3 separate regions of the Rattus norvegicus genome follow, and all the other regions are linked to region 3. The links are chromatin contacts, called in public Hi-C maps. All regions are on one chromosome and are shown on one strand. The core of a region is the stretch at or near the end of the contact, and the rest is flanking DNA. Distances in the headings are between cores, read along the strand shown.

The links. A called contact is a pair of places that touch in the nucleus more often than the background predicts.
Region 1: a contact with region 3 is called in a Hi-C map of liver, with 6 times the contacts expected there. The contact joins the promoter of Septin2 here to the promoter of Stk25 in region 3. A contact is called at or near these places in 2 of 12 Hi-C or Micro-C datasets (liver and psoas muscle).
Region 2: a Hi-C map of liver shows a contact between it and region 3, with 4 times the contacts expected there. The contact joins the promoter of Ing5 here to the promoter of Stk25 in region 3. A contact is called at or near these places in 5 of 12 Hi-C or Micro-C datasets (Schwann cells, frontal cortex, liver and 1 more) and 1 of 1 datasets of contacts at active chromatin or transcription factors (oligodendrocytes).

The regions. Positions count from the first base shown.
Region 1 is chr9:101,464,122-101,466,980 of GRCr8, forward strand. It overlaps Septin2 (septin 2), which reads left to right and starts at 1,496. Exons shown (of 13, transcript NM_057148.2): 1 at 1,496-1,538. Hdlbp (high density lipoprotein binding protein) reads right to left here and starts at 1,258. Exons shown (of 28, transcript NM_172039.2): 1 at 1,185-1,258.
Region 2 is chr9:101,772,584-101,775,470 of GRCr8, forward strand. Ing5 (inhibitor of growth family, member 5) reads left to right here and starts at 1,313. Exons shown (of 8, transcript NM_001394332.1): 1 at 1,313-1,376. The coding sequence starts at 1,340.
Region 3 is chr9:101,619,922-101,622,723 of GRCr8, forward strand. Stk25 (serine/threonine kinase 25) reads right to left here and starts at 1,438. Exons shown (of 12, transcript NM_184049.1): 1 at 1,334-1,438; 2 at 1,086-1,171. The coding sequence starts at 1,115.

The sequences.
Region 1 (2,859 bases), core at 246-2,745, 160 kb before region 3:
GTTTCACCCAGTGTTTCCATATGCACATCTGTTTCCATAATAAAAATTTAGCTTGTAGAGTATGGCTACTACTAGCCTCAAACAAAATTCTGTGATTGACTTAACGGGATTTCAGAAAGTTACTTGCTAAAAAAGTGACTCTTCAAACGGACACCAACAAATATGTGAAGTCATTGCTTGAGCTCTTAAGGTGAGTATGGAGCAAAACCCAAAGCTGAAGGGCGAGCCAAGTTATAAATGAAGATTATAACCCTCCAGTTTTCCCCAGACTTTATCCTTGTCTGTAAGCATAATAAAACCCAAGTCAGCCTCTTTCGGTTCACAGTTCTACCGTATGCAAACACCATGCCCAGTCGAACCTTCAACCTTCTAATTCAGACAGGATATACAGTGTAGCCTCGAGCACCGGGATACTTTTCAAAGTAATAACGCACAAAAAACACCTCCTCACAACAAGGCATGTGTCAAAACAGCTTGGAATACCGACACTGTGCGCATCACCCACTAGGGTCGCGCGATGGCTATCTCTTCTCAGGCGAGGTACTCTAGGGTGTTTTCCTATAGAAAGGCCTTGGTGCAAGGCCTAGGTAGGAGTTTACGATCGCTGACCAGCTAGGGGACCTCCTGGGATAGAGGGAAGGACAACCGAGCCAGGCCGCAGCCCAGTACTGCACCTTCCCAGCTAGCTTCAAGCCGGCCGCAGCGAGCAGGGAATGCCGCAGATCTCACCGCCCGCCCCAGACTGAAAGAGGGTAGGGGGCCGTGCCGGCTCCGCCCTCCCCCGCGGGGCATGGGCTCACGACCACACAGGAAGGCCACGTCCCCAGGGACAAGCACCACTCTATGGTGAGCGTGGTGGTGGGGGGTCAAACCCACGTGACCAGCGCGTAGCCAATACCGGGATGACAGCCTGCCATAGAGACGGCCCGGGAGGCGGCTAGAGATGCCCGCCGGCAAGTCAGAGGCGCCTGCCTATCCCCGCTCGGTGCTCCTAGCTCGGTGCTGCCGCCATCTTCCTGGAGGAAAGGGCAGAGGCAAAGGGCTCCCTCCCCTTCATTGCTCCGCACTCACGCTTCCACCTACCCGCCCCCGGTTGTCTCTCGCTCTCAGTGGACACCTCATTCTTTCCTAATAAATATCCTTCCCCCAACTCTAGTTTCCCACAAAGCGGATAATCTCATTACCTGCTCCTCTTTTATTAGCGTGAGGAATCCAAGCTCATAAGGTAGGAACTGTGGCGAAACAGGAACAAGACGCCATCTTGGTAAAGGAGAAGAGGCTACGCTTGACCTCCCCCCGCCCCCAGCCTCTATATGGCCAACCGCCGTGGGAGGGGCACAGCGCCTGCGCAGAGGCGGACGAGAGGATCCTGTCCACGCTTGCGCTCTGCTAGCAACCGCGGGGGAGGGGACTACTCGGGGCCCAGGAAGGAGTTGGCAAGGGGCGGGACGGCGCGATGACGCAATCTGTTCGCGCGCGCTGCTGGGCGGGGCAGGTCCGTGCTGTCGCCTGACGGGCATTCTCTGGCGTGTTAGCGGGTAAGTGTGGGGCAATGTGAACCCACTGTCGCTCGGGCTCGAGTCCGGCTGGCCGTCCAGAGGAAGTGCTAGAGTTCTCTCCTCGCCCCGGCCGCTCAGGCTGTGATAACGAGTACGGAAGTGGAGCGCGTGGGGGAGGGGCGGCCGCGCCCTTAGTCCGTGGCTCCAGCGATGGATGCCTGGCCGGTGTCGTCCCTTTGAGGACAACTGGACAGGCGGCCCCCATCTGGGTGATTCTACTGGCCAGGTTCAGGACATCGGGGCGGGCGTGGCTGGCCCCTATGAAGTTACCGCGCACAGTAGTGGAGAGTCGGGCGTTTAACGTTGGCGGATGGAGTTGGGTGAGGCAGCATTAGATTCGTATCTACGAAGCACTTGTGCTTGTGTGGTCATCTTCTCACTTAACGGTGCCATTTCGTCCTGAGGATGTGAAAGACTAGTCATCCTGGGATGTTAATGAAGTTCTCCAACTGGAGGTAGTGATAGGCTCATTGAAGAGAGTGGTCTTGTCTGCTGTGGCCTTCCCCGAGGTAGACAAAGGGCTGCAGCAGTATAAGTGACCGGGGAAAGGGAGCTTGTAGTGGAGGCCGTTAAAGGAGAAGCGATGAAGTCTAACTCTGAAGCGGACCGTAGGCCCAGACCACGCCTGACTGACCCTTTTGTATCTTCCGGTCTCATTTGTTAGTGGCGCCTTGCCTGGTCCTGTACTACCTTAGCAGACTCTTAACACATAGAACTTCTAGTTCAAACCACTGTGGCCTCTATGACTGGCCTTAATCCAGTTTACTCCTCGTGTCTGGAGCGTAGTTAAACTCGCACATTCTCTGTCTTCTCCTTATCTGTTGTGTAGTTCCGTCCTAATTGCTGCTTGTTATTCAGGACTCTGGATTCGATATCCTTTAGACAGATTAGGTGTTTCTCTGGCGTCAAGTATTGGGGTCCCTACTGCCTAGCAAGGGATTTAAGTCTTAGGTCCTCAAGTATTTCCTTCGTAGCGAAAATTGTTTTAGTATCTCAGATACATTTTTAAATCTGTCTTGTAAACATAAGGAAAACAGGGTTCTGTAGGGGTCATAAAAGCTGTTTCTTCACGATGCTTCTAGTTTGAGACTCCTTATTGTCAATGGCTTTTTTGGTAGGTGCCATTCAGGAATTCTTTGTAATACCCATACAAACTGTCAGTGTGTGGTTTTATATCTAATTTTGGTGATGATTTTCTTAGTTGTAAGGGCTGTCCTGCCTTTTTTCAATTTTTCCATCTAGAAGGTTTTTTCCCTTCAGAGCACCACAGCCCAGTAAAGAAGAGCTTTTAAAATGAGAT
Region 2 (2,887 bases), core at 63-2,562, 150 kb after region 3:
TTCAGATGCCGGACACATATGTAAACATGCTCAACATAAACATATTGTTAGTAATCATACATTAAAAGAAGATAATTTCACATCTCTTCGAGAATAGCCCGAATCTACCAGGCTAACCATACAGCATGTGAAGCAAAGGAAACTGTTAGAGCAGATGAGAAGGCAAAGAAAGGAAGACAGCTTGGCTGTTTCTCAGGAAACCACTCTACTTTTAACATAAGGTCACTGTTTACCCAAATGAACTGGAAACTGTCTACAGAAAAACCTGCACACTGATTGTATCAGCTCCAGTCACAATTGCCTAAATATGGAGGCAGCTAAGACGTCCTCCAACAGGCAAACCGATAAACTGGTAGCTACACGGTGGCATAATTTAAGTAAAAAGTAAATCATCAAGACTCATTAGGACATGGAAGAACCAGAAATGCATGATAAATGCAGCCAGTCTGAAAAAACTATATACTGCAAAACGCGACTACATGACATCCTAGTAAAACAAAGCTACAGAAAAAATGTTTATTGATTACGTGTGTGTGTGTGTGTGTGTGTGTGTGTGTGTGTGTGTGCGCTCGCGCGCGCCTGAGTGTCTTATATTGTAGTGGACCGGAGGAATTAAAGGCAATGAAAATATTCTTCAGGATGCTAAAAGGGAGATACTAATATGTATTTGTCAGAAATATTAGACCTCACCAAGAATGGACTCTATGGTAACCACGGACTTTAGATAATAATGTAGCAGTATTGTTTCATTAAGTGTAACAGAGTTGTCGTAGGAATGTAAAATGTATTTTTGCAGGCACCCAGGCGTGCGTGGCTTCTTCACGAAGTGCTAGTCAGCGTGGCCACGCCCCCTCGGGACTAGACAGCCACAAAGAGCATCGATGTTAACCGATGCCGGAGAGGAGGCCCACTCAGCCAGGAGAAACCACAGGCGGCTGGTGTCGCCTCTTGGTCCGGCCAGACCCCAGGCAACGCGGGCAGAGCGGCAGGTATCGGCTGTCAGGCGTGGAGCCAGCACACGTGCAAGCGCGGTGCCTTGCCTAGAGCTCGACAGGGCACCATCAGGGATTGGAAATCGGCTGGAGCCAGAGAAGTACCTTCCACATTGCAAACTGCGAATCGAGCCCATCTCCCACCCACATTCTCTCAGGGCAAGCCCCACAGCGCCATCTGGCGACCGCAGCAGGCCGGAAGCATAGGGGTGGACCCCCGACATGCCCCGCCCCCGTTCCGGCCAATCGGAGCACGCGGCTCATGAATAGTGAGCGCGCGGCGCCGCCCCGCCCCGAGACCGCGGCACCGCCCGCTCGCGCAGACCCCGAGCGTGGCCGCAGCGAAGATGGCGACTGCCATGTACTTGGAGCACTATCTGGACAGTAAGCACTCTGGCCGAGCCGCCACCCGCGCGGGTCCGCGCCGCCGCCGCTCTCGGCCCATCGCGAATCGTTCGGGGCTCCGGGATGCGGAGGAGGATGGGGACAGATCATGGGGATTGTAGGGGGGGGTCTCACGGTCGGTCTGGGGCGGGGCCGCGGATGGAGGGCGTGGGGCGCGGCGCGGGGGTCCCGCCGCCTCCGCCGCGCCAATTCCAGGTGCGTCACGGAGGGGTGTGGCCTGCGGCTCAGCCCGCCTTCTCCGCTTCGGCCACACCCCTGACGCCGACCACGCCCCTCTCCCCTCCTCTCTACTTAGGACTGGGTTGCGAGGAGGTCCGCCTCTTCTTCACCTGCTGCTTGTGCTAAGATCGGTTGTAGAGAGCCAAAGCTACTGTGTTTGCCTGTGGAGCTGTAGGGAGGAGCTCTAGGCTAGTGGGGTGCGTTTTTCGAGGGAACTTGTGCTATCAAAGCTAGCCCGGCAAGGGAGGATGCCCTGTATAACGGGTTGACCTTTGACGTCCTGGGCATTGGTAACTCCGTTTATTTATAGACGGTGAGATTGGCTCCCGATAAAAATTAGGAGGAGGATTATTTCTCACTCTTTAGTGGAAGAATTGAAACCCTTTGGAGGGAGGTGGAAGAATTGAAACCCTTTGGAGGGAGGTGGAAGAATTGAAACCCTTTGGAGGGAGGTGGATCAAACCAATGGGGCGTCCATTTTCTACCTGGGCCTGGGCAGTGGGACTGCAAGGTGAACTTTTATTCTGATGTCCATCCAGTGGGCATTCTGATCGGTGAGTTCAAGGCGAGTTCATTTCACTGCTGGCATCGTGTGATGGTCCCTGTCTGCCCCCACCTACCCTGTGCCATTCACAACTCAATATTTCTCTTCAACTCACTGATTAATTGGAACACACGTTTTGTTAAATCTTTTTTTAAAAAAGATTTATTTATTTAATGTATGTGAGTACACTGTAGCTGTCTTCAGACACATCAGAAGAGGGCATCAGGTTACATTATAGATGGTTGTGAGCCACCATGTTGTTGCTGGGATTTGAACTCAGGACCTCTGGAAGAGCAGTCATCACTCTTAACCACTGAGCCATCTCTCTAGCCCTTGTTAAATCGTTTTAAAGCTCACAATATTAAGGCGTGGGGGTAAATAAAGATCCGGAAACTGCAGATAAGGGTCCCTCTGTCAGAGAGTAGAGAGGTCCACCAGGGGGTAGAAAGGTAAATACTGCCAGGGTCACAGGAGTAAAGCTGTAGACAGGAAGTTACAGGCTTAAAACAGCAAGTCTTATAAGATGTAGCCCTAAAATGCTGGCCTTGTGGGCTGTGGAGATACTTGAGCACAGAAAGACCTAGGGAGCAGCTGGAGCCTGCTGTAAACTTAAGGATTAAGACATAATCTGCACCAGGGGATGCAGGGTGGGCAGAAAAGCACCAGGGGTTTGATTGACAAGCAGCTCACTCTCACCTATAGGAACTGGAGGACTGCTCAGTGCCTC
Region 3 (2,802 bases), core at 188-2,687:
CAGCCATCTTGGGAGAAAACAGCCCTACAAAGGTTTTGTGTCAATCTCAGAAGCCAAGTAAGTCTACACTGGACATAGGCCTCTAAAGAGACAAAAGGGTGTTTTTTTTTTCTCTTTGAGAAAGGTCCACTAGCCATCATCTCTCTACTCCTTCACAGTTCATAGTTCCAATTTGTCATCCTGGGGGCCTACAGGAGCGAAGCCTAAGCGTCTTAAAAATAAACCAGAGGCAGATTTTTTTTTTCTCTCAGTGTGTTATATAATTAGAGGCGAAATGTCAAAAATGTATTAAAAATGTGTTAGCTTAACTCAGCATCAGTTAGCAAGCGCAGGATCCCATCTGTGACAGCTGGGACAAAAGCCCTACCCAACAGCTGTGAGGAGTCTTCCAGGCTGGTTTGGTTTCCTCCAAGGAGCCCTGCTTCCAGTTCCTGCCCACAAGCAGCGGATGGACACGCTTCCTGTCTGCACACCCAGTTCTCAAGGATGCAGGGAGAAGGGGGCGGTGGGGGGGGGGGGGGACGTCGGTTGCACTGTCCTCAAGAACTGATTCCCTCACTGTGCAACTGTCAAGCCGAAGCCTAACCAAACCGAGCCCTTAAAAAGCAAATCCCACAGCTAAAGCCAGAGAAAACCAGCCGGCAAGATATTCTACTTCACTAACGGCTGTCCTATTTGCTTTGAAATAACAACAACAATAAATAAATAAAGGCGAGAAAAGGGGTCCAGAGAGCAAACCACCGAGCCCTCTACCCCTATGCAGCCCCCATCTCCCTGCTGATGCAGTTCCATGTTGGGGTTCCATCCGTTAGCCAAGAAAGGAAAAGTCTATCTTCTGGGAAGGGGCTCCGAGCTTGGGTCAAGCAGGTTCTGCCCAGGGCAGGCTCCTGCACCTGTCCACACCAGCTCCAGAGCAGAACCCCTCACATAGCAGAGCTTCCCTCCCTGTGGTTCATGTCTTCCGCAGGCGCTGGCTCCGCCGCGCAGGCCAGAGCTACAACGGCCCGAAGACGCGCCCCGAGGCATTCGGCCTCCGCCCCTCTCCCGCCCCAAGTGGACAAATCCGCTCCGACGCCCACACTCACCTGGTGCGCGAAGCCCCTGAGGTGAGCCATGTCCCCGCTGACGTGACCAGTCCGTCGCAGCCGCTCCACCCGCTCGCCTCAAGCACCTGCAAGAAACCGCAGGCCGCTGGGTCAACAGCGGCCGGGGGAGCCGTTCCGTGGCGTCCCTTCACCCGCGACCTCCGGTCCCGCGCCCAGGGCCCCTGACCCGCCCCCAGGGCGTGCCCAGCCTCCCCAACATTCAGGCGAGGCCCGCTGGCAGCGCCCACCTCCGGGCGGCTCCATCCCGGACTCCCGGCCCGCTTCGCAGTCCCCACGGCGGCTCACACCGCAATTCGGTCTCCCGGAACGCCCAGGCCTCCCAGCCCGTGAGGTGGAGGCAGCGGCTCTGAGCAGGACGTCGTGGCGAGCGCGAAGCTCTGTGGGACTAGGAGTCCCGCAGCACGCCGGGTACCCCAGGCACGCAAAATTGAGACTACAAGTCCCAGCAGGCTGCGCGGTAGGCTTCGGAGTTACGCAAGTGCTCTGAGGCCCTGATGGCGTCAGACTACATGTCCCAGGAGAACATGCGGTGGGAGGTCGTGTGGAGAGGCAATAATACGCCACAGACTAGATCCGAACCTTGAGAGACAACCCGGGCTGGGCCGCCCCTGCCGTCAGGCCGCGCGGTGTGACGGGTGCAGCGCGTGCGCAGTTGCCTTACGTCTTCAAACCCCACCCACCCATCCTCAGCCCTCTTCTTATTTTCCCAGCTCTGTTTGCTCAGTCTCTGGGACCCACCCATACTATGTACCTTGAGTGCAAACCCATATTACCCTCAGGTCTTGGTGCTTCAGCTTTAACCGCAGTGCCACCCTTTTGTCTGCACTTAGCAACACACACACACACCCTTAGAGAAGTCTTGGGCAAGTGCTTCTCTCCTGCCTCAGTTTCCCTATCTGAAAAGGTGTAATCGTATGCCCCCAGGACATGACCTGGTTCTGGGAAGACTTGTGTGATCCAGCATGGTTTCCCAACGCTGGAAGATGCCCTTCGTCCTGTGAATTCAAACCGAGTGACCCTGTCAGCAGTGACCATTTCTATGCAGTCTCTTAGTGCTCCACTGGAGGGAGATTTGACTCAGTACTGTGTCCTTTCTGCTGAATCAACACCTATGATGGCTCAGTGCAAATCACCATAATGTCCCCACTCCCCAGCTCACGAAGGCTTTTTGTTTCTGTTCTCTGGTGGATTTTCGTCTTGGGCACCATCCGGGGCCTTCTTAAACCTTGCATCCAAGACTTGCATCTGACTCTCCAAGCTTTACTACATGTCGATTAGGTTTTGTTTGCTGTGTTTCTCCCCAGAAGAAAATAGACTTCCAACAAACAGGCCTTGCACTGGGTCCTGAAGCACTGTGGTCCCCCCAAGGCATAAACAATAGTGGAGGTGGAGGGGGGCGGACAACTATTTTTATTGCCTTTGAAAAAGACCATCTCTAAGATGGTCTTCAGGGTAGCCTGACAGTATGGGTCCATTCCCGATCCCTCCTATAACTAAGTCTGACATTTGGCAAGGTCTACTCTGTTAAGACTTTTTATATGTACACATGTGTGTATGTCACATGTGAACAGGAACCTACTGAGACCTGAAAAGACTTGGATCTCCTGGAGCTGGAGTTACAGAGGGGCTATGTGCTAAATGACATGGGTGCGAGAACTAAATTCTGGTACTCTGGAAGAGCAACAAGAGCTCTTAA